Linked DNA regions of Mus musculus: regions 1, 2, 3, 4, 6 and 7 are each linked to region 5. Evidence: chromatin contacts called from public HiChIP or PLAC-seq, Micro-C and promoter capture Hi-C data. All regions are on one chromosome and are shown on one strand. The core of a region is the stretch at or near the end of the contact, and the rest is flanking DNA. Distances in the headings are between cores, read along the strand shown.

Region 1 (3,191 bases), core at 570-3,069, 780 kb before region 5:
CAGAGATAGGAGGATCCCAAGAGCTCATTGGCCAGCCCGCTGGAACCCACAAACTCATTTTGGTGAAAGACTCAAAAAAATAAAGGGAAGAGCAACTGAGGAAGACAATTGACATCAACCCCTGGCTTCCAGATGGGCGCCCGAGTTATATACTGTGCCCATCTCCCAGGCCCACCACACTATATACTGTTAGAGAAATTCCTAACGTCACATGGGCAATCTAATGTCTCAGGATTTCTCGAACCTGAACTCATCAAGTCCTTCCCTGACCCTGCAGGCGAGGGTCCCCCCAAATAGACAGGGAAAGCCCAAGCCTGTAACTATAGTCTTTAAGGAGCAGAAACAAGAAGATTATGCCAAGGTCGAGTCCTACTTGAACTATATAGTGAGTGCCAGGCTAGCCAGGGCTTCATAGTAAAATCCTGTCGGGGCTGGGGTGGGGGAGGGTGGGAGAGGGAGACAAGAATGTAAAGAACAGCAACAACAACAACACAGCCAAACTACCACCACCATCACAATAAAATTCCACAATATAATAACAACCAAAAATCAGGAGACAGGGGGCTGGTGAGATGGCTCAGTGGGTAGGAGCACCTGACTGCTCTTCTGAAGGTCAGGAGTTCAAGTCCCAGCAACCACATGGTGGCTCATAACCATCCGTAACGAGATCTGACTCCCTCTTCTGGAGTGTCTGAGGACAGCTACAGTGTACTTACAATAAATAAATCTTAAAAAAAAAAAAAAAAATCAGGAGACAGAGTCTGGATCCCTTCCCTCAAAGCTGGCTAGGTATTAGTGGCCTGGGAGGACCCCAGGCTGGACCCTTTCCCTCATAGCCAGCAGCCTGTAGAAAAGAGCTGGAAAAATCAGACGTCTATCAAGCCTTGGTCAGAAGAATGGGATCGGAGGCTTATCTCTGACTCTGGAAGGAGAGGTGACATCTGGGACTGGTTACAAGGCCACACCCAGGGGACAAGGCTATTAACAGATAATTGCTGATAACTGGCTTCAGGAGCCCTAATCCTGGAGACAGACAGCTGGCCAGGGGCTTTCTGTTGAAGACTGAAGACATGCTATTCTGTGATATGACTGTCGCCTCTCTCTATACAGGTCTATCCATCACTGGACAGGACAAAGTTGCTCAGGGTGAGGTGAATTGGTTCGAAAGACGGGCCAGGGAGATGGTTCAGCGGGTAAAAGTATTAGCTTTGAAGTTAAAGCCTGCATTTCCACCACACCCACGCATGCACGCACCACTTGCAGCTGGGCTGCCCACGGGACAGTGGCCTCCACCGACATCACAGGCACCAGGAGAAGGGACAAAAATCAGAATGTCACCCAAGGGAGTAGGCAGTATAACTTTCTTCTTATATGTAGGTTTAAAATACACTCACATCTCTCTCTTTCTTTTTTTTTTTCTTTTGTTTTTTTCGAGACAGGGTTTCTCTGTGTAGTCCTGGCTGTCCTGGAACTCACTTTGTAGGCTGGCCTTGAACTCAGAAATCCGACTGCCTCTGCCTCCCGAGTGCTGGGATTAAAGGCGTGCGCCACCACACCCGGCCACTCACATCTCTTGCCATTGGGCATGTATACATATGTGTATGTGTTCTGAATTAATATGTGCATGTCTGGGGGTCAGGAGAAGGCCTTGGATTCCCAGAAGCTGTAGTTATAGGTGGTTGTGAGCCATACCATGTGTTTGCTGGTAGCAGTTGGTCCTCTGTGGAAGGTGACAAAGGTTCTTAACTGCTGAGCCATCTCTCTCCAGTGCCAACCCCGCCCCCTATTATTTCTCTTTTTCTCTTAGCTGACTGGTGTGGTTCCGAGAAGTCTCCACAAGCATCCAGGCAATGGGTGTGTTAGGGGAATTTCTCTTTACCCTTTCCCTTTCCCAGCTCAGAGTGGCTACTTCTGGAAAGGTGGTTCACATTGCCTTAGAGAGTGGTCCCCTCTTCTCCCAGTATCCCCTGAGGTTGGGTTAAAACAGCACGGATATTCTAGGACATCTATCGAAAGTTCTCCATACATGGTCGTCCAAAGTCTGCTTCCATGGATTTCTCTTTAAAATTTGAAGCCCAGACCAGCCTAGCCCTGGATCAGCATGAAGACCCAAAGGCGAGTAACCCCAGACTGAGAAGTCTCAACAGGAAGAAATATGGGTGACGTGGAGAGGGGTACAGGGTGGCCAGTTTAGAAGCAGCTATAAGGTAACCGAAGCGGCTCAGAACAAGGACCCTCGAGGGGAGTGGGAGCTACGGAGTATCCTGGAGAATGTGAGAGAGGAATCGGGAGCTGGGGACCTAGAGGAGAGGCTCGGTATACAGCAAAATGGGGGCCACCAGGAAGAGACTGCAGTGAAAATTTTGGAGGAGCGGGGCCAGCGGTACCTGATCGGTGAATAGCATTTGCGATGGCTGCATCCCAGACAGAATGGTCCCATCCCAGCTCTGGGCCCCAGGCGCTGGGGTTGCATTTTCTGTGAGCAGGCTATGGAAGACCCCCAGAAGTGAAACTGACCTCCCGGGCCAAGTGAATGCAGGCCCCACCTTCTTCCTGCATCAGCTCCCGGAATGGGAGGGCTCTAGGCGATCAAGCCCAGAAGGCTCCTGCCCACCTCTTTGTCCCTTGGCTTGGCAGAGACCTGCTCCTCTGTACAGCGGCCCGCGGGGATCGCAAAGAGAAAGGGAAACTAACTGATGGTAGAGAGAAGCTGATGCCGACCGCGGTGAGGGTAGGACAGACGCCCCAAGGGTGGCCCCAGGCGTCTCCATCCAACCTGCCTAGACCATCCTGTGCCGAGCTTGCAGCCAAAGCTGCCAGTTGAACCAAGGGTTTGACTCTGTAGGTGTTAAGGAGTGGGGACCCTTACATTTTCTCCCTTCGGCTTAGGAGGGGAGGGGACAGCCTGGCTTCGCATTTCTAATTGTGGCTTGGATTTTGGCACCCTTCACCTCTAATTTCCCAACTGCCCCAGGTGTGGAGCTAGACTGAGATCAACGGGGAGCACAAAAATGGATCATTGATGGCTCCGAATCAGCCAGCAGCAGGTGGCCGAGCTGGTATCAGAGCCCGTCATCCAAGCTTGTTTCCCTGCAGATGAGGGAGACCGAAATGAGTTTACTGTTCTCACAGACCTGTGTCTCTCGAGGGCAGTAGCGTGGACCAGTCAAATGTAGCAAGTGCACGCTTCT
Region 2 (3,115 bases), core at 39-2,538, 630 kb before region 5:
AAGAAGAAGATAGTTAGCATAATTGTCCAAAGATACTGTAAGGGTAGACAGCATCTCATTTCCAGATGGGACAATGGAGGTCTAGAAAGGGGATCTGGTTTTATTTGGCAGTGGAACCAATCCAAAATGAGGGTGTGTGTATTTCCTCAGTTTCCTACTGCCTTTGGATACCAGCTTTTTTTTTTTTTTTTTTTTTTCTTTTCGAGACAGGCTTTCTCTGTATAGCCCTGGCTGTCCTGGAACTCACTCTGTAGACCAGGCTGGCCTCAAACTCAGAAATCTGCCTGCCTCTGCCTCCCCAGTGCTGGGATTAAAGGCGTGAACCACCACTGTCTTTCTTGTCCCAGTTCCCCCCACCCCCTTGGCATTTTAAAGTGAAGGACACCGGATCTCATCATCCTTAGAAGATATTGAACAGAAGTGGTTTATCCCCAGTCGCACTCCTTTATCTTCTGGGGGCGGGGTGTGTGTGTGTTTGAGAGAGAGAGAGAGAGAGAGAGAGAGATGGGGTGGTGGTGGGAGGGGACAGGTCCGTGGAGTCAGGAACTCATCCCAGGGGGAGGAAAGTAGGAGAACCGTGTTGCCAGCCCTACCTTCTCTTGCAACCAGCTGTGGATGGAGCCTTCTTTAAAACAGAAAAGCTGCTGTCAAACTTGGGGTTTCTGACTGGACATGGTGGTGCACTCTTATCTCAGCACCTGGGAGGCAGAGGGGTAGGTGGATCTCCGTGACAGTAAAATCCTGTCTTGGAAAAACAAAAACAACAACAAAAATAGGTGGTGCGGGAAGATGGGTATCCTGCCCACCTTGGAATTTAAAATTCAACCTTAAAATTAAATAGTATTAATCTTCTAGACTCAACTTCCCCTCTGGGTGGGTTCTTTATAAGAAACAAAAAAAACTTCCACGGACCTGTTTCCCTCGTCTTTAAAATGGGCAGACACGGCTGACGCTGGTAAGCGTCCAAACCACCCGCGCGGGGCCGCGTCAGGACCCTATCCTGGGGCCAATTTCATGACACCCTGTGTGCTCCCGCACCTAAAGCCTTTAGAGCTCCGGCGCCGCGCGCGCGTGGGCACGGATGCGCGAGGGAACGCTCGGGTCCCACAGCCTGGAGGTCGTACTCGCCCCCGCCTCCCACGCGCGGACTACAGGGCCCACGCGGAGGGCGGGCCGAGCCGGAGCCTTTGTGTTCAAATCAACCAATGGGCGGCGGCAGAGGGCGGGGCGGGCCGGCTGGGCCCGGCCAATGACTTGTGGGCTGTCAGCGTTGATTGACAGGCGCACACATACACACTCGGCCACGCGCGCACCGCCCTGCCCCACTCGCGCAGCGCGGTCCTCTGCCGGCCGCATTGTCCGCTCACCGACCCCGCGCCGTCCCGCGTCTCCGCTCCGCGCGCGTTTCAGCCCCAGCCCCGGGCCCGGCCCGGCCCAGTGCGCGGCGCCGCCCGGGGGACTCCGACGCGGGAAGAACCACGCAAGGTAAAGAAGGGATTGGGCCCGCCTCCCCACGGCCCCGCGCCCGCCTGACCCGGGTCGCCGTCCGGCCAAAGCGCGGGCCTGCGCCTCCCTGTCCGGCCAGGCCGGGCCACTCCAGCCCCTGCGCGACGCACGCCCCGGGACACTCGCGGGCCGGCGCCCTGACGCATCGCGGTCACGGGGAGGGCGCTGTCCCCAGGCGGGACTTCCCCAGCAGCCTCCGGGGAGGAGGGCAGCCAAGACCCAGCCGCCCCAAACCGGACCAGGGCTGTGCCACAGGCCGAGTCCTGGCACTGGAAGTTCTCAGCCTGCGCCACCGCTGCCTGTCACAGTTATGGGGTACGGGGGAGGGCCCTTTTAGCTCAGTTCCAAAACAGCCAAACCCAACCAAAACAAAACAAAGCCAGCGCGCTCCGGGGTGTGACTTAGAGCCAGGACAGAGGGTGAGCGCCTGGAGCACTTTTTTGTGTCCCAGGGGAAATGGAGTGGAAATGTCACGTATAATATTCCCCAGGATAGGGGAATCTTCGGGACCAAGGCTCTGCAGTAGGAAAGTATGTTTTATTTGAGGGTTTTGTAACTAATGGCGGGATGGAGGAGTGTCTATCTCAGCGGCTCCCCACGGTAGACCTTTGTCATCTTGTGTAATCTGGATGGCCGCTGTGGCAAACTATTTTGTGACAACAGGATGAATATGAAAGATAAAGATAAGGTCCACACCGCTCTGGGAGTGCTGGGAGGTGGCACACGGGGCAGTGTTCGGTGCCCCACCTCTCCACCTACTCAGAACGTTTAGATTCTTGCAACAGCGGCGTGGGCACTGTATAAACATGTTACACTCTTTTCCCCCCTGGCAAAGGCTTCATGTGCTACAGCGGGGCAGGGGTTAAGAGGTGGAGCATATGGGCATCTGGAGCTGTCAGGTGGGGGTGGCAGTCATGGGGGGAACTACCTTATAAGGACTGGAATACAACCCAGGACCAAGGCAACTTCCTGCTTTGGCTACTACCACTTGGTCCCTTTACCAACACCAGTCGAAGAGAGTGAGAGATGCCAGATGGGCATCCCACCTGGGAAGATGCCAGTTAGCCCAGACAGGAGGCTACTTGTCTTTCTAGCTGGATGAACCTGACCTTCTGGTTTCTGTGGTCTGGGTTTGGGTGTTTCCCACCATGCGAGGTCACTATCCACCAGGAATAGCAGAAACAATACTAAGTCACAAGTACCAGGAACTCATTTTGGATGGGTTTGGGATCTAAAGTTTTGTAATCCTGCTAGCCCAGGCTCGGTGAGATTCCTGGGTTGATATTCTGAGATTTGAAGCTGGGTCCCGTGCCTGAAAGATTTGTTTATCTTCACTTGTTGTTTTCACCTTGGTCTTCTTATCAGTTTCACTCCACCCCATGTGGTGACTGTAACTGTTCTATAGGCTAGACTGACTGCAAGACCACACAACAGCTCCACCTCCTGCCTTACTTCTGTTAACAAATATTGGTTGTGTAACTGCTATGTAACCACGCAGTTTACAGCCATGTTCCAAGTGCATGCTATATGGAGCTGTAACACTCCCCAAACAAACAACTTGCAAACCTTCTGATGGAATGCAAATGTCCAGGCCCTGCAGCCTGTCAGG
Region 3 (2,842 bases), core at 188-2,687, 670 kb before region 5:
ATTTCAGAAACATCGTGGGAGTGGAAGCCAGATTGTGGTGGGCGGGAGAATGAATGGGAGGCGAGAAAGAGAGGATGGCAAACAAGGACCCCTTTGGGGGAGTCGTTTGTGTAAGTGACAGAAGTGAGAGCGTCATCCCCCTCAAAGGCTGCCCTTCATCTCCTGGAGAAAGTTGGAAAAGAGGATTAAGGAAATTTGAAGGCTGAGTAAGATTCGCCACAGACAGTCAGAACTTTCCAGGGAGGCTAGCTAGGAACTGTCGTGTGCTGAGCTGAATTCCTGCTGCCAAGTCTCAAACCAAGCCCAATGTGTGTGTTCTGGGTCTGTACACTCAAGCTAGGTTAATCCACTGTCCCAGATCAGACCTTGTTACCACTCTCCCCAAAGCTCTCCAGCAACCAATGACTCTATCTCACCTCACACCAGGGGCCACTTGTGTTTCAAACCTCTCTTTCTTCTGCCCTGCTTCTTTCTTTGTCTTCCCCTCTACTTGACCTACTATGTTGACCCTGCACTCCTACTACGTTGACCCTGCACCCAGGCCTCTTGGAGCTACCGCTGTCCCGCTCCCATTAGCATTCTGGTCATCTTGGGCTCTTCCCGCCTCGTTGTCCCACTTAAAAAGAGCCAGTACCCTGCCAGTCTCTGCTATAGAAGCACGCGGAAACGATTCCATTTCTTCTCATGGCTCTATACCTTCTGAACTGTGCCTTCCGCAGAATCACCAGCTAGTGGGGCTTCATTAATGATTGCATGATACGCATAGAATAAATGTTTAGATTATGGGGCATTCCACTGATCCATTCTTCTTCTTCACCTTCCCCTCAGCAAGAGGCTCTAACACTCTTTGGTCATTTCTTTCCAAGAATCAGAAGCAGGTTCCAGACAACTGCATCTGATGGTACAGGTGTCTCCCAGCCCCTGGGACAAAGCAACCCTGGAGGGTTTGCACAAGGGAAAGATCTGGATTCCTTCTCTGAGGTTATGCCTTGATTCTTTCCTTCAGTCTCTCTAGTTCTACACATTGGCCCAGACGGGATCACGGATGCTGTTAACAGTAAGCACTGTGTTGCGAATCAATGAGACAGTCACTCACTGTAAAGGACTAAAACACTACCTAAGTTCTGGTGGTTATCAGGCTCCTGCGGTCGTCGTAAAATAGCAGATCAGCGTCACGACACCAACAAACTGCATTTGTCATTTTCGATGTCGAAAACTCCCAGGGCAATACAGCTTTAAGAAGTTTGTTCCTCTACAAAGACTACTTCTGCCTGTCCGCAGCTGCTCCGGCAGGCTTAAGACGACTATGAGCGAAGCCCCACCTCCTCGGTCTTTAAGCCACGCCCCTCGCGTAAGCTCCGGCCTCCTAGGCCCCTTCGGAATTAATTGGCACTTCTCTACACCAATAATAAGTGATATTGCTGTCAACGTCCGGTGACGGGACGGGACTTCCGTGATGGTTGCTAAGACACTCTGGCTCGCTCCTTGACAACCCTGGCGGGGGTGCGCTGGCTGTGGCCTCGGCTCCGGCCCCCGCGGGAGCAGGTGAGGGCGCGGAGTGCGGAGGGCAGCGCGGCGGGGAGGGCTGGCCCTGAGGGAGGGCGGGAGGATGCGCGGGGCGGACAAGGCCTGGCCCAACGCTAGGCCCCACCTAGGTCCCCAGCCCGCGGTTCCCGGCCCAGGACCTCCCCTTGTCCCACGTAGGAGACCACGGAGCTTGGCAGTGACATTGCGCACCAGCACCACTTTGCAGGCCGCTCCTCCTCACTCATCTTGGGTCCTGTTTAGCTCCATGCCCTCGCATCCTCCCTGTTTTGACTCCCACTGCACTTTGTCCCCGCACCACCTCGCTGCTGACTGGTGGTCTAAATCGCCTCGTCCCAGATCACTTGGTTTGGAGATTTGGCGATACTCTGGGATTCTAGGCTGACTATTGCCCGACGGGGGGCACTCAGTCTTCCCATCTATAAAGTCGAAATTGGGTTGAATGGTCGCAAAGGCCTTTTGGACTCTGACGTCCTAGCATGATGTTGTGGGACTTAACTGTCAACGCCCCTTAGGATGTGTGTTCTCCTAACCTTTTATGTAATGCAAAGAATTTGGCAAACTTAAGTTGGATTCCCATTGGTAAGAACTACCTAAGATCTCTCTGGGCACCAGTCAGTGCATCTATAAAGCCAATAGTCTGAAGTTCATCTCCTTTGGCAAATGAAGTACAAAGGGTCCAGTCCAGTGTAGACGGTACTTGCTCACTTGTCTTTTTTCTGTGTGTATGTGCGTTCCTGTGTGTGCAGTTACATGTGGAGGCTGGAAGTCAACATTCGGTGTCTTTCACAATCACTCTCCACCTTATTGTCTGAGACAGGGTCTCCCTCTTTGATGCCAGGAGCTCACCACTGGGCTTCATGGCTAATGAGCTTCCAAGGATCCATCCTCTCAGCTGCCTCTCCAATGCTGGGCTCACAGGCATGGCCGCCTCACCCAGCCCTTTACACGGGTGCTGGGATAGAAAACTCTGGTCTTCATACTTTTGTAGCAAGCACTTTATAAACTGACCTCCACCCCCTAATTTCTTCTTTTTGTCTGTTATGACCTCACACTTTCCCTCCTGGGAAGAGCCCAGTGCTTTCCTGCGCAGTATCCCACTCAGTAGCCACTGTCTGCAGATGAACCTCAGGCCTGCTGTCTGGCTCTGCTCTTCCCCTGTGGCTAGGAATTCTTGGGGTACAGGAGTGAGGAAACTGAAAGAGGTTGGTACAGTGATACGAGGATTCATAGCTTCCCTTTTCCAACCATCCATGACTCTGCCATCTTTTCCTCCTGACTAAATGTCTCCATTTGC
Region 4 (3,247 bases), core at 550-3,049, 730 kb before region 5:
TGGAGCTGTTTGTTACAGCAGCAACTTGACACAAATCCATCTACTGCTGGGGAACTATCTGCACCTTGAGGTCACGCAGGGAGAAAGGCAATTTTCTCACCGCACTGACTTTTGTTTCCCAAAGCTTCCACAATGGCTCACAAAGACTGCTGAGTGATCTGCTATGTGGATAGGTGGCCATCTTCTTCATCCTGTGGCCTCCTCAGCTTGCACAAGCACAGACACCCACACATTCAACTTACCTGCTCATCCACGCCACCCCACCGGGGCAGAACAACTCTCTACTTAGGTGATGTTCACCTCAGGTTTGCTGTCTTGCCAGCTAAGAGGATTTTCTCAGTAGCATAAAGACTTTGAGGGGGAGCAGAAGGATTTCAGTCAATGTACTTTCTATACATATCTGCAGGCGTGCAGGGATGGAAAGCTGAGATTTTCATCAGTGAATTTGCACCTTCAAGAAATGGTGCAATCGCGGGGAGACTTGTACAACCCTGTGCCCCCACCCCATTCTAATAAGCCAATCATGAAATCAAAAGATAATCCTGACCCTTACAAATCCCCACCCCTCCTCCAGCCCAGCCCTAGACAACAGGTGAACAGAGCAAAATCAGTGTTAATGTCCAATCAATATCATTAAGGGAGGATAGCATCTCCAGTGTGAATAGTACAACCCTATAGTGCTTAAACATTTAAATAGATAGAACATGTGTGCCTGTGTTCTCCAAGTAGGTGATGTATCTATGCATATTCATGCAGGCCCGAGTTTAGGGAAAGAACTGGGCTAGAGGACCCCAATGACTTAATACAGGTTATGAATTGCTCCTTCCCTTTCGTTTCCTTATTTATATGTGGTTAATTTTTTTTTCTTTTTGCAAAGAACAAGACCACTGGCCTAATGGAAACTCCGATTAAATAATTTTTCAATGTGTGTTTCCAGCGAGGTGGGCTACATCCAAGAGGGAAAGTTCCAGATCCCACTTGCGCCTCCCAGGAGCAATGGCGGAGTCATTCCTGCAGCTGTGGTTTGTAGAATTATGCTGTGGCCTGCGGCCTGAAAATCCCAATACAGATTTGACCATGAAGGCGGGTTCTGCTGAGTGACCCAAAGAAAGACTGCTTTGGACTCAATCTGGGATGCCCTGCGGTTCTCTTTTGAGACCTCTCTCTCTTTGGTTTATAAACACACTCGCCAAGGTCTACTTGTAGGTGTTGAGACCATGGTCGCAGGCCTGGGTCACCTCTGCAGTCACCCCCCCCCCCCCGCCGCCCCCTTCCTGCTGTGGCGTTTTTGTTTTAACTTATCTGAACCGGTTACAAAACCACACTCCCACGAATACATAAATAATGGATGGGGTGATGTGTTAAAGAAATCCCCACAAGGCCTGGCAAAGCTGCAGTGAATGCATTTCTGCTGTATCATATTTAACTGTTTGCAAACGTCTGCAGGAGGATGCACAGCGCCTAGAGACTCCTGGGCCTATCGCATCTCTCTGTCGAGGGCCTGGCAATTCTGGCATGAGGAGTTACAAGGAGGGTAGGAGGTGGCAGGGATCCTGGGCCTGCAGGATGAAGTGGGACAATGTAGGATTGCACTGCACCTCACTCGGCTTGGCAGCAGCCAAGCATCCATCGGTCTCCCGCCAGGACTGCGGGGGAGAGGACAGGCCCCTTTAAGAGCCTTCGCGCGCCCCCGCCCCGCGAGCGCTCATTTTCCCTAGCAACCGCCCCGGGGGAGGGGGAGGCCCTGGCAACGGCGCTCAGGCCCGGAGCATCACGTGACGGCCCGCAGCTGGAACGCGAGCGCGCGCCCCGCCGAGCGCCCGCCCGCCGGGGGCCTGAGCGCTGGGGCGCGTGCGCGAGCGGTGCAGCACCGGCCGCGGGAGCAGGGAGTATTATGGGCTGTGGGTGCCGCTGAGCAAGATGGAGCTGTCTGCAGTAGGCGAGCGGGTCTTCGCGGCCGAATCCATCATTAAACGCCGGATCCGCAAGGTGAGCCCTCGGCCGGGACAGCCCTGTGTTCCCCGCGGTGGTGTCGGAGCCCGCGGGGCCCTCGGGGTGCAGTGGTCCGGCTAGCCGGGTTCCCTCAGCCACCCCCGCGCCGCCGCCTCCTCGCGTCCCTGCATCTTCCCCACCCCCACCCCCTATTTTTTTTTTTTTCCTTTCTGTTTTTCAGGGACGCATCGAGTACCTGGTGAAATGGAAAGGGTGGGCGATCAAGTGAGTGTCGTGGGTCGTTGGCATGGGGACTGGGGAGGCGGCAAGAAGACACCTGGGCCTTGGATAGGGGGTGCGTGCTTGAGCCCTCGCGGTGTGCCCCTGCCCCTTGGGTTTTCATTTTGCTCTTCTGTACGCGTGACTCGGCAGGTACAGCACTTGGGAGCCAGAGGAGAACATTCTGGATTCGAGGCTCATCGCAGCCTTCGAGCAGAAGTGAGTTGGAGAAGCTGGCAGGCGCGGTGGGGCGCCGCGCAGGGAAGCGGGAAAGGCGGGCAGGGTCGGGGAGTGGGGCCCAGGAAGGGACCCTTTTTCATCTTTGGCGTTTCTTGACTACAGGGAAAGGGAACGTGAGCTGTATGGGCCCAAGAAGAGGGGACCTAAACCCAAAACTTTCCTCCTAAAGGTAACCTGGCCCAGCCCCAGCAGCCCCCGCTCGGGCCCCCAGCCAGGGCGCAGCACAGGGCCGGCCTGCAAGGGAGGGACAGATCCGCCGCTGCCTAGGCGGGCAGGCTTTTCCAGAGGGGCCCCAGCTGGGCAGGGGGTGGTTGTGAGTCCCTGACAAGTCCCTGGCAGCGGGCCGTAGCCAGCCCAGCCAGAGGGGCCTGGGAGTGGGGTAATCAGGGATGAAACCAGGAACTGGGGGTGGGGGATCGACTGTGCTCCAGGAAGCGGGTGAGTGAAGCAGGTGGGGCATACTCAGGGGAGGAGGTGACTGGGAAGTTCTTTTCGCTAGTGAGACCCTTCATCTCCTCCAGCCTTGAACACACTGGCCTGTTTTGTGATTTAGAGTCTTGGAGCTGTTGAGTATAGATAGGCTTACCTCCTGGCAAAACACTGGCCTCCCATGCCCTATAACTGCCCACCTCCTTTGGAGTGTATTCTGTACCTTCTCCCATAGCACTTGGGGGCCCGGCTTGAATTTGACCTTAAATTACTTCAACCTGAATTTGATCATTCACACTGGACTACCAGCTTTCGGGTCCTGAGCCTGTCTACCCCTAATCCTGATATTTCTGGAGGTTCCAATGAA
Region 5 (2,970 bases), core at 131-2,630:
GTTGTCAGCTGCACTAGAGACCTCCCCTGCCTGGCTCCTAATTTCTGCTCCATCTTTGTTCCCCACTGTAACCAGCAGAGCCGCGGGACCATACACCTAGACAGATTCCTATCGAGGTGGTTTGGGGAAGTAGTGTACCCGCAGTCACCTGACAGCCATTTAGCTAGGAACCCTGTGCCAGAAACGGGGTTAGTGCCCTACAGAGTATCTGCCCAAAGTGCCTTACAAAAGCTTTCTCCTCCATCCCTCTAGGTTCTTTGCGCCTTAAATGTAAATGGCAAACTAGCTGAAGAGAGAATTAAAACTAATGACCTACATTCCCACGGAAGTCCCACAAAATATGGGACTTGCTGTGCCGGATGATAGCCGCTTATCTATAGAAAGGAATGGGGTTTGTCTTCTAGGGGAGGGAAGGATGGGGAAGTGAGTAAAGCCGAAGCCCGGCAGCTTCTCCCAGGTAGGAAGTGATCTGGGGCCGCATTCTTTCTGAAGACCCTTTCCGGTAGGTGCCCTTACAAAGATGTAAATTTCTATTAGAAAGAAGTCAGCCTCCCAGAGCACCCGGGGACCAGCTCGAACTTAAAGGAAGCCTAACTGGGGGAGTGGCATATTCTCATCTCCTACAGTCAAGTTTGGGGTTACTATGCTCTGACGCCAATGGAGGAAGCGAGGCTCAGTATTTCTGCTGGAGCCTAGAGTAACGACGTCCCGAAGGACGGGTCAGAGTTCCCTCTTAGAGGTCAGAGCCTGACACCAGTGGCCCGAGGTGGGGGAGGGGGTGCACGGTCTTGGGGTCTCGGGTGGCCCTGCTCCGCGTTCAGAAGCGGCGGGTGTGAGGTCCCGGACCTCTCAGGGCGGCGCGTGCCACCGCGTCATTGAGGGGAGCGGCGGTCCCCAGCCCCGCGTGCTCGCTCGCGCACCCCGGGCACTCACAGCAGGTCGGGCCGGTGCCGGTGCAGGATGGCGCAGAAAGCCAGGCCGTCCCGGAAGGAGCTGCTCAGGTCGCGGATGTCCACGCCGCGGTAGCCCTCGCACTGGCGGCGACACCAGGCCAGGAGAGCGCCCCGCGGCCCCGCCATGGCAGGCCCGGCTCGGAGACGGCCCGGACTGGGGCTCGGACTTGGGCTCCGGTTCGTGTGGCTCCGACTCGGGGTCAGGTGGCACTGGGCTGCCGCTTGCGCTCCGGCAGGGCCAGTTTCCGGCTGTGTCTGCGGCGCGGCTCGGAGGTCGGGGCGCCACCGGCGGCCGGGGCGGGGCCTCGGTGTCTTCGCTCCGCTCTGGCGCGGCTAGGGCTGCGGACTCGGCTCCCGACCCCGCCCGGCCAGCCTGCCCCGACCTGCCCGCGAAGCCTCCGCCCCGCGTGGCCCGGCCCGGGCGGCCGCCGCTTACTCACCGCGGCCCGCTGTCCTCATTGTGGGCCGGCCGCGGGCGCCCACCGCCTCCGTCCCCGCCCCTGCCCGCCCGCGTCGCGGGGGAGCGCGAGGAGGATGGGGCCCCACCCTGCGGCCCCGCCCCCGCCGTCGAGCCCCTTCCCCGGAAGGGCGGACGCCCCACATAGCCCCTCTCCTCCAGATCGAGTCAACCCTTCCCTTGGGGAGCCCCTCCTGGAAGAAGGGACAACTCCTCGCTGGCTAGCCCCTCCCCAACGCCACCCCGCAGTCTCCCCAGGCCCTCCTACCCCAAGAGGTGGGACACTCTGGCTTTGCTGCTAGCCTGCCTCAAGCTCACCCTTAGGAACCTTCAGATTCTCCTCACTGACTTCTCTGAACCACACCCACGACTGGTCTGAAAGTCGAGGCACTTTCCCCACAGATCCCAGACCTCCAGATGGCCACCAGCTTTCTTCCATACCCCACCGCGCTACAACACTTCGAACGCCCGCCCCTCCCCCCACGGCCTGCCTAGGGGATCCAAACACCTTTACTACCACCAGGCCAGAGAGCTATGTAGTATGACAGGCTGGGGACCCCACAACCAAGTTGGTCCTTTCTGGTTCCCTCTCTCCGTGTAAACTAGGGGATCATAGATCCTTCCGGGGCTCTGTCTCTTCAACTTTTAGAATGGCTGGGCTCTTGCTGAAAGGACCTAGAAACCGACACAGAGGAAAACCTCTGCTTCCAACGCCTGGTTTGATAGTTTCTTCAAGACCCCACCAGGAGACCCCTCCCCCAGAGGCGCCTCCTAAATAAACCCAGGCTGATGAATCAGCCCCGCAGAGATGGTGACATCACTCTGACCTATGTGTAGCTTGTAGGAATGAGTCTGCTGCTCCCTTCTGAGGGAATGAACAGGGTTTTAGTCATCTGAAACAGGATTTTGGAGTTCTGTTAACCCAGGCTCAAATCCTGGTTCCCTCCCTCCCCAGCAACGTGATCTTGTGTCACCTTGAATTATAGTTTCATATCTTGAAAATGAAGATAGAGCCTTGTAGTTTATGCCCGAGAGGTGCTTGCCAGCCTGGGCTACAAGAGACTTGTTTCAAAACTTAAAAACTGGGCAGAAGCTGGGCATTGGTGGTGCATGCCTGTAAGCCCAGCACTCGGAGGCAGAGGCAGGTGGATTTCTGAGTTCGAGGCCAACCTGGTCTACAGAGTGAGTTCCAGGACAGCCAGGGCTACACAGAGAAACCCTGTCTTGAAACCGCCCCCCCCCCAAAAAAAAAAACTGGGCAGAATGGCTCAAGTGTTCATACATGGCTTGAAGGAATCCTGAGGTTACAATATAAAACTGTCTCAAAAATAAATTGGAGCCTGATATGGTGGCTACCTTTATCCCAACAATCAAGAGTCAGGTGGGTCTCTGGATGTTGAAGGTAAGCTGGATATAGAGTGAGTTCCAGGACAACCAGAGTTATAGAAACCCTGTCTCCAAATAAATAATAGGGCCAGTAAAATGGCTCATCAGGTAAAGGCCAAACTGTTGATCTGAATTCAATTGTCTACACCCACACGATGGAAAGAGAGAGCCAAC
Region 6 (2,814 bases), core at 97-2,596, 580 kb before region 5:
CTCACTATAGGACTTTGCCTAGAAAGGATATATATTCTGAATACTTGCTTTTCGAATTGAATGTTTTGGAGAATAAATATAAAAAGTAACAGTTGAGAGGTAATTCCTAATCATCTTTACATTCTCTTTCTGAAAACAATTTGGTCCAAGCTCAAACCCTTAATTCACTATAGACATAATGATTTCAAACAACTTGATCGACTTCTTTGGGCTGTATTTTTCTCCCTGAAAAAGAAAAAAAAAGTCTAATTTGCTTAACAATAATTAATTACTCATCAGTTAATTAATAGATGTTTACAATAATTCTGGTTGAACAGCAAGTCCCTAGGAGATAAATCCTATGTAAATACACTGTAACAGTTTGGTAGTTTACACATTACACACACACACACACAAAAAGATAATTCAAAAGTAGTCTAGGTAGAGGATGCCCTATCATGTGGTAATCTCTCAGATGTGTTGCACAATACTGTTGATTGGGGTGATCATGAGGATTAGAGAAACCATTACTTTGAAAGTGCAAATCTGTTGTTTTCCCTAACAAAAATCCGATAGGAAGGCAAGTTAGAAACAGTGACTTAATTTAAACCCATGGGAAACTGTAAATAGTCTGCCTTTGGACACAATGTACTCAGCTAAACTCAAAATACGGAGCTCTAGTTGGTAGAGTGCTTGTCTTGCATTTACCAAGGTTCGATCCCTTGCCCTGAACAAATTGGACATTCTTGGTTACGTAATGAGTTTGAGACCAGCTGAACTAGAGAACACACACGCGCACACACACACACGTCTAAAAAGAAGGATCAGAAGGGAAAAGAAAACACAGAAAGGAAGGCTTGTGACAGCCATCAAGAGAAGGTTGCTGATCAAAAGGGCAGTGGTTTGTGTGAAGTGAACTGGAATACGACACCAAGGATCTGAAATAGAACTCAGGTTTCCATTTGAAATATGACTCCCGGCGAGAGTCTTGCCCTCAGCTCTCAAAGAAAACTGGAGGCGGTCGGGTTCACCAACCAAGATTACGCCCGACCGCGTCGGTAAAGTGTTAGGAAATCTGATGAACATAAGTGGGCCAGGGCAGCCGCTGCCCGGGCTCAAGAAAGCACTCTGCCGGGAGGAGGGCCCTGCGGCGTCCAGGCGGGAGTGGGCGCCGGGGCGGAGCTGCGGCGAAGCGACAAGTCGACCTCCCCCGCTACCGCGGAGCTCCACAACCCTGCACAACGGCTCCGCGACCTCTAAGCACCTCCACCGGACCAACAGCCCGCGTTGGCTACGTCACACAACGTCAGGGGTGACGCGAGGTTGGCAGGCGGGGTCAGCGCGGGGGCGTGTCTGGGGCGCGCGCGGAGTGAACGCCGCTGACGTCGGGCTCAGGTGCGCGTGCCCGCCCGCTCCGCCGCCTGCTTGTCCGCGCGTGGGCCAGGTGGCGGCCCGCAAGCTCCAGGTGGCGGCGTCGGGGAGACGAACAGTCCCCGCCGGGCAGGCAGCGGGAAGGAGCCCGGGACTGGCCTCACGTGACAGCAGGAGGTCGCTGCGGGGACGGTCAGCCCGGTGGGCCAAGGCTGCACCGGGCGAGGCAAGGCGTCCGGCCGCACCCTCGCGGGCCAGGCGGGACCTCCCCGCGGCGGCGCCCGGGCTGCCGTTCCCCTTTCCGCGGCTCCTCCCGCGCCGAGGCGAAGCGGCTCCTCCGCTGGGCCGAGTCCGCCAGTCCGCTGGCGGTCATGGAGCGCTATCCCCGGAGCCCCCGCGCGGCCCGCGACCTCACGCCCTCCGATCCTCGCTAGCTCTTGGCATTGGGCCTTTTCTCCGCCACCCAACCCGGTCTTCGGAGCCTGTGGTGTTGTGATTCGGACGAAATGGAAGAAAAGGAGCGATGTGACCCCTTCGGTTCTGCCCTCCTGCATTGAGGCCTAGTTGGCATCTGCAGAGAGGAAAACACGGCCAGGAAAGCGTGGTGTTTCTTTTTTTCCAAAGGGGGTGGGAGGGGAAGGCGGCAGCCAAAGGGAGGAATCCTACGTTTTATATGTTTTTTTTTTCTTTGTTAATTCTACACTTTGAAAGTGTTGGCTAAATAAACTAATCCAAAAGTTATTTTTTCCTATCGAGAAGACAGAAAAAGGTAGATTTTTTTTTTTGTCCCTTTTGATTCCAACCTTTCCTCCCAGTGACAAAGCATAAATCATGAACACCAGAGAATAAATAGGTGAATCTCAGGAATCCGAAGACAGAAACCTAGACTTTCCTCAGGAGGGAAGGAGCGGAGTGTTTAGCGGCTCTGCCTGGAACCTAAATCGAAAAACATGAGTTGCGTGCCATGGAAAGGAGACAAGGCCAAAGCTGAATCCTCGGACCTTCCCCAAGCAGCGCCCCCACAAATCTACCATGAGAAGCAGCGCAGGGAGCTCTGTGCTCTTCATGCTCTCAACAACGTCTTCCAGGACAGCAACGCCTTCACGCGGGAAACGCTGCAGGAGATTTTCCAGAGGTAGGACTCCCCTGCTTGGCATCTCGATCCCCCCCACTTCTTGGTATTTCTGAGTTTGTGTGGGTGGTGCAGTGTCTCGGGGACAGAAACCTTCAAACCTACAGGTTTGGAATTTAGATGCTGGGGGCAGGAATGAGGCACACAGAAATGGCAGGCAGGTAGTCACCATCTATGGTCCATCTGTGGTGGACTAACCTCAGTTGTGCTGTCTCCACGGCTGGAGTCAGACAGAGGACTCCGTGTGGCATGTGTTATTCCCATTTGTGATGAAGACAGGGCTCAGTGGGTCCTATCTCCACTGGTGGTCACTGCTCTATTGCCTCCCTAAC
Region 7 (2,910 bases), core at 268-2,767, 700 kb before region 5:
TGTCTGCGTGTCTGTCTTCATGGACATACTAGAATCAGCTGGGGTGCTGATATCGTCTCTACCCCTAAGGCTGTAGGGGGCCCAATGCCTGTCATTGCCTCCAAAGATCTGAGGCTAGATCTCCAGTTGTGGATGCTTCCTCTGAGCCGTGCTGCCTGGGCTGGGGTCTCAGGTTATTAATTGTCATCAACGCAGCTCTGGGTGCTCATGATGAGCAGAGCCCGCATTGTGCCTCTCACTAGCATATCTGGACAACAATCCCTGACTCTAGGGTGTGGGTGAGCAGAGGTGACATAACCCCCAGCCTGGAAAATGAAGGGAGTCAGAACGGATGCTCATGGACCTCCAATGGGGTGCCAGTGACCAGGCAAGGTCCCCCAGGATTCTGGAGGTTGCTGCCTCCTCAGAAAGGTCCTGGTCCCCAGTCATGTCCACGTTGGTAGCTGTGGGGAGTCAGAGACTTTTGAGATGGTCAAGACTTGGCTCAGGACTTAGTGAGCCATTACCAGGCTGCAGCGTGAACCTTCATGGCCTCCAGGGGTTCTTCCAGCTCAGGAATCCATCCCAGGCAGAGACAGCCTGCAGAACAGCAGGGCTGAAGCCGGACTGGAAAGGGTGGGAAGATTTTTAACGTTTTTCATTGCAAAGTTAATTTTCAACAGAATATATATAGAGGCATTTTAGGCACGATAAAGTAAAACCTACACACATAGCCCACTCCTGCCTGGTCTTGGCGCCCACCAGCTTGCATCCCACCTGCCATTCTGACAGAGGCTGCAGCGAGCTAGGGGATTATCCTCTGGCAACTTTGATGCTTGCAGACCTAAGGGCTCAGATGGGGTGCTTGGAGCAGAGCGAACCTGCTCTTCTGGAAAGAGGAGGTAGCAGGTGACACTCAGGTGACCACAGCAGAAACAGATTAGGCCTCCTCACCCTCGACTGCTGTCTCTTTGATCGCTAGCTTTCACCTTAGTAGTCCTGTCCAGGCAGATGTGGCTCACCTCAATGCTGCTTCAAATGCATTCTAGCTGTGACCTTGGGCTGCCACTTGGCCTCAGTTTCAGAGGGTCTCAGTTTCCTCTTTGTTATCAGGAGCATGTTCAGGCTGAGGCTTAACTACAACGGAGCCGGCATCACGCTGAGCCCAGGGCCCTCAGTTTCCTCATTTGTATCTTGAACGTGTTCAGACTGGTGTTAACTGCAACCGAGGCTGCAGCGTGCTGAGGCCAGAGCCCCGCAGGGACACAGCTATGGGCATTCCGGGGGGCGGGAGGACCCGGAGAGGACCAGAGGCCAGGACGCAGGGTCGCCTTAGAACCCAGCCGCCACGTAGCCATCCAGTCACCTCCTTCTGAGTGAGATGAAGCCCTGGGCGTGGCGCACGCAGTCGGGCTCCCGGCACGGAACGGGTGCGGGGCTGGGCTTCGGCCGGCCCCGGGGGAGCGAGTGGGGCGGGGCCGCCGCGCCCGCCTTCTCCTCCTCCTCCCGCCGCGCGGGCTCAGAGCGGCGGCAGTAGCGGCCGCGGCGACAGCTCCGGCTCCCACTCCGGCTCCCGTTCCGGCTCCCGCGCTCCCGGGCCCTGCGCCCCGACCCCCGCCGCCGCGCCTGCCGGGGGCCTCGCGCGCCCCCTCCGCGCCTCACGCTGAAGTTCCTGGCCGTGCTGCTGGCCGCGGGCATGCTGGCGTTCCTCGGTGCCGTCATCTGCATCATCGCCAGCGTGCCCCTGGCGGCCAGCCCCGCTCGCGCGCTGCCCGGCGGCACCGACAACGCCTCGGCCGCCTCGGCCGCCGGTGGCTCGGGTCCGCAGCGCAGCCTGAGCGCCCTGCACAGCGCAGGCGGCTCGGCCGGGCCCTCGGTGTTGCCCGGGGAGCCCGCGGCCAGCGTCTTCCCGCCGCCGCCCGTGCCGCTGCTCAGTCGCTTCCTCTGTACGCCGCTGGCCGCCGCCTGCCCGTCGGGGGCCGAGCAGGGGGACGCGGCAGGCGAGCGCGCAGAGCTGTTGCTGCTGCAGAGCACCGCGGAGCAGCTGCGCCAGACGGCGCTGCAGCAGGAGGCGCGCATCCGCGCAGACCGGGACACCATCCGCGAGCTCACCGGCAAGCTGGGCCGCTGTGAGAGCGGCCTGCCGCGCGGCCTCCAGGACGCCGGGCCCCGCCGCGACACCATGGCCGACGGCGCCTGGGACTCACCTGCGCTGCTGCTGGAGCTGGAGGACGCGGTGCGCGCGCTGCGAGACCGCATCGAGCGCATCGAGGTGAGTGGTGCGCCGTCGGGGGACACGGGGTGGAGGGGCCCTGCTCAGCCTGCGGCGCGGGGGTCCCGGGTCCCTGGAGCTGCGGTCGGGTCACCTGAAGCATGCCCCTGGCAGGCACCATGGAAGTGTTCTGGTCCGAATCGCCGGTGGGAACCTGGCACGGTGATCGGGGCACGAGAATGGGAGAACGGCGTCCACTTGTAGTGAAAATTGATTGAGATGCAGGTGTGGGGATGTTTGGCACATGGTCTCCTTAGATGCTCTCCTCGGGAACCTAGAGCAGCTCCCACCCCGTACTCACTACCTTTAGGAGTACCGTTAGCTGTCTTGGCAAGCCCAAGAGTGCCTCATTAGCACCAACCTGCACGCCTGCATCACCTCTCATCCCCGGGCCACGCCCAGCTTTATGTACCTGAAGCTCTGAACTCTTGGGGTAAATCAGCGGATGACTCCTCAATAGGGGTGTACTTAGCTCCCTCCGCCTCCTTTTCCAGGTCAGATACAAGGAGTCCCCGGGGAGTAGGGACCCTTCTCGGGTTTGTGTGTGATGCTAAGGCATTGACTGATTATGCCTATGGTCCCTTTCCTCTCTGTTACAAATTCCCAGTCTGGGGACAAATAGATAAGATAGATTGAGCAGGACAAACAGACAGGAAAGC

What was found. Promoter capture Hi-C pulls out the DNA fragments that hold promoters and counts their contacts. Hi-C and Micro-C count contacts between places; a contact is called where the count stands out from the background. HiChIP or PLAC-seq counts read pairs in DNA pulled down with a chosen protein or histone mark.
Region 1: a contact with region 5 is called in an H3K27ac HiChIP or PLAC-seq map of bone marrow-derived dendritic cells, with 2.3 times the contacts expected there. The contact joins the promoter of D730005E14Rik here to the promoter of Micall1 in region 5. A contact is called at or near these places in 5 of 39 promoter capture datasets (the C10 cell line, the SN4741 cell line, liver and 1 more), 2 of 115 datasets of contacts at active chromatin or transcription factors (bone marrow-derived dendritic cells and memory CD8 T cells) and 1 of 9 other capture datasets (adipose tissue).
Region 2: a contact with region 5 is called in a promoter capture Hi-C map of liver, with 2.5 times the contacts expected there. The contact joins the promoter of Sun2 here to the promoter of Micall1 in region 5. A contact is called at or near these places in 2 of 39 promoter capture datasets (both in liver) and 1 of 115 datasets of contacts at active chromatin or transcription factors (memory CD8 T cells).
Region 3: a promoter capture Hi-C map of liver shows a contact between it and region 5, with 4 times the contacts expected there. The contact joins the promoter of Dnal4 here to the promoter of Micall1 in region 5. A contact is called at or near these places in 5 of 39 promoter capture datasets (the C10 cell line, hematopoietic stem and progenitor cells, liver and 1 more), 1 of 484 Hi-C or Micro-C datasets (B cells) and 1 of 115 datasets of contacts at active chromatin or transcription factors (microglia).
Region 4: an HNF4G HiChIP or PLAC-seq map of pancreatic cancer cells shows a contact between it and region 5. The contact joins the promoter of Npcd here to the promoter of Micall1 in region 5. A contact is called at or near these places in 2 of 39 promoter capture datasets (liver and pre-B cells) and 1 of 115 datasets of contacts at active chromatin or transcription factors (pancreatic cancer cells).
Region 6: an HNF4G HiChIP or PLAC-seq map of pancreatic cancer cells shows a contact between it and region 5. The contact joins the promoter of Josd1 here to the promoter of Micall1 in region 5. A contact is called at or near these places in 7 of 39 promoter capture datasets (the 3T3-L1 cell line, 3T3-L1-derived adipocytes, the C10 cell line and 3 more), 4 of 115 datasets of contacts at active chromatin or transcription factors (bone marrow-derived macrophages, extraembryonic endoderm stem cells, pancreatic cancer cells and 1 more) and 3 of 9 other capture datasets (liver, macrophages and pancreatic islet).
Region 7: a Micro-C map of embryonic stem cells shows a contact between it and region 5, with 2.2 times the contacts expected there. The contact joins the promoter of Nptxr here to the promoter of Micall1 in region 5. A contact is called at or near these places in 2 of 39 promoter capture datasets (both in liver) and 1 of 484 Hi-C or Micro-C datasets (embryonic stem cells).

What each region holds. Positions count from the first base shown.
Region 1 is chr15:79,891,766-79,894,956 of GRCm38.p6, reverse strand. D730005E14Rik (RIKEN cDNA D730005E14 gene) reads left to right here and starts at 1,819. Exons shown (of 1, transcript NR_030675.1): 1 at 1,819-3,191. It overlaps Apobec3 (apolipoprotein B mRNA editing enzyme, catalytic polypeptide 3), which reads right to left and starts at 2,549. Exons shown (of 8, transcript NM_030255.3): 1 at 2,388-2,549. The coding sequence starts at 2,440.
Region 2 is chr15:79,740,709-79,743,823 of GRCm38.p6, reverse strand. It overlaps Sun2 (Sad1 and UNC84 domain containing 2), which reads left to right and starts at 1,288. Exons shown (of 18, transcript NM_001205345.1): 1 at 1,288-1,485. It overlaps Gm16576 (predicted gene 16576), which reads right to left and starts at 1,126. Exons shown (of 4, transcript NR_045069.1): 1 at 913-1,126; 2 at 594-741.
Region 3 is chr15:79,773,062-79,775,903 of GRCm38.p6, reverse strand. Dnal4 (dynein, axonemal, light chain 4) reads left to right here and starts at 1,437. Exons shown (of 4, transcript NM_017470.2): 1 at 1,437-1,545. Gm30977 (a long non-coding RNA gene) reads right to left here and starts at 1,376. Exons shown (of 4, transcript XR_875488.3): 1 at 1,118-1,376.
Region 4 is chr15:79,832,885-79,836,131 of GRCm38.p6, reverse strand. It overlaps Npcd (neuronal pentraxin chromo domain), which reads left to right and starts at 1,799. Exons shown (of 9, transcript NM_001013362.2): 1 at 1,799-1,989; 2 at 2,174-2,217; 3 at 2,365-2,430; 4 at 2,554-2,620. The coding sequence starts at 1,921. Cbx6 (chromobox 6) reads left to right here and starts at 1,799. Exons shown (of 5, transcript NM_028763.3): 1 at 1,799-1,989; 2 at 2,174-2,217; 3 at 2,365-2,430; 4 at 2,554-2,620. The coding sequence starts at 1,921.
Region 5 is chr15:79,107,393-79,110,362 of GRCm38.p6, reverse strand. Micall1 (microtubule associated monooxygenase, calponin and LIM domain containing -like 1) reads right to left here and starts at 1,380. Exons shown (of 16, transcript NM_177461.1): 1 at 934-1,380. The coding sequence starts at 1,079.
Region 6 is chr15:79,686,404-79,689,217 of GRCm38.p6, reverse strand. Josd1 (Josephin domain containing 1) reads left to right here and starts at 1,346. Exons shown (of 4, transcript NM_028792.3): 1 at 1,346-2,485. The coding sequence starts at 2,301.
Region 7 is chr15:79,803,316-79,806,225 of GRCm38.p6, reverse strand. Nptxr (neuronal pentraxin receptor) reads left to right here and starts at 1,517. Exons shown (of 5, transcript NM_030689.4): 1 at 1,517-2,251. The coding sequence starts at 1,643. The region is part of intron 5 of Npcd (neuronal pentraxin chromo domain); the gene reads left to right.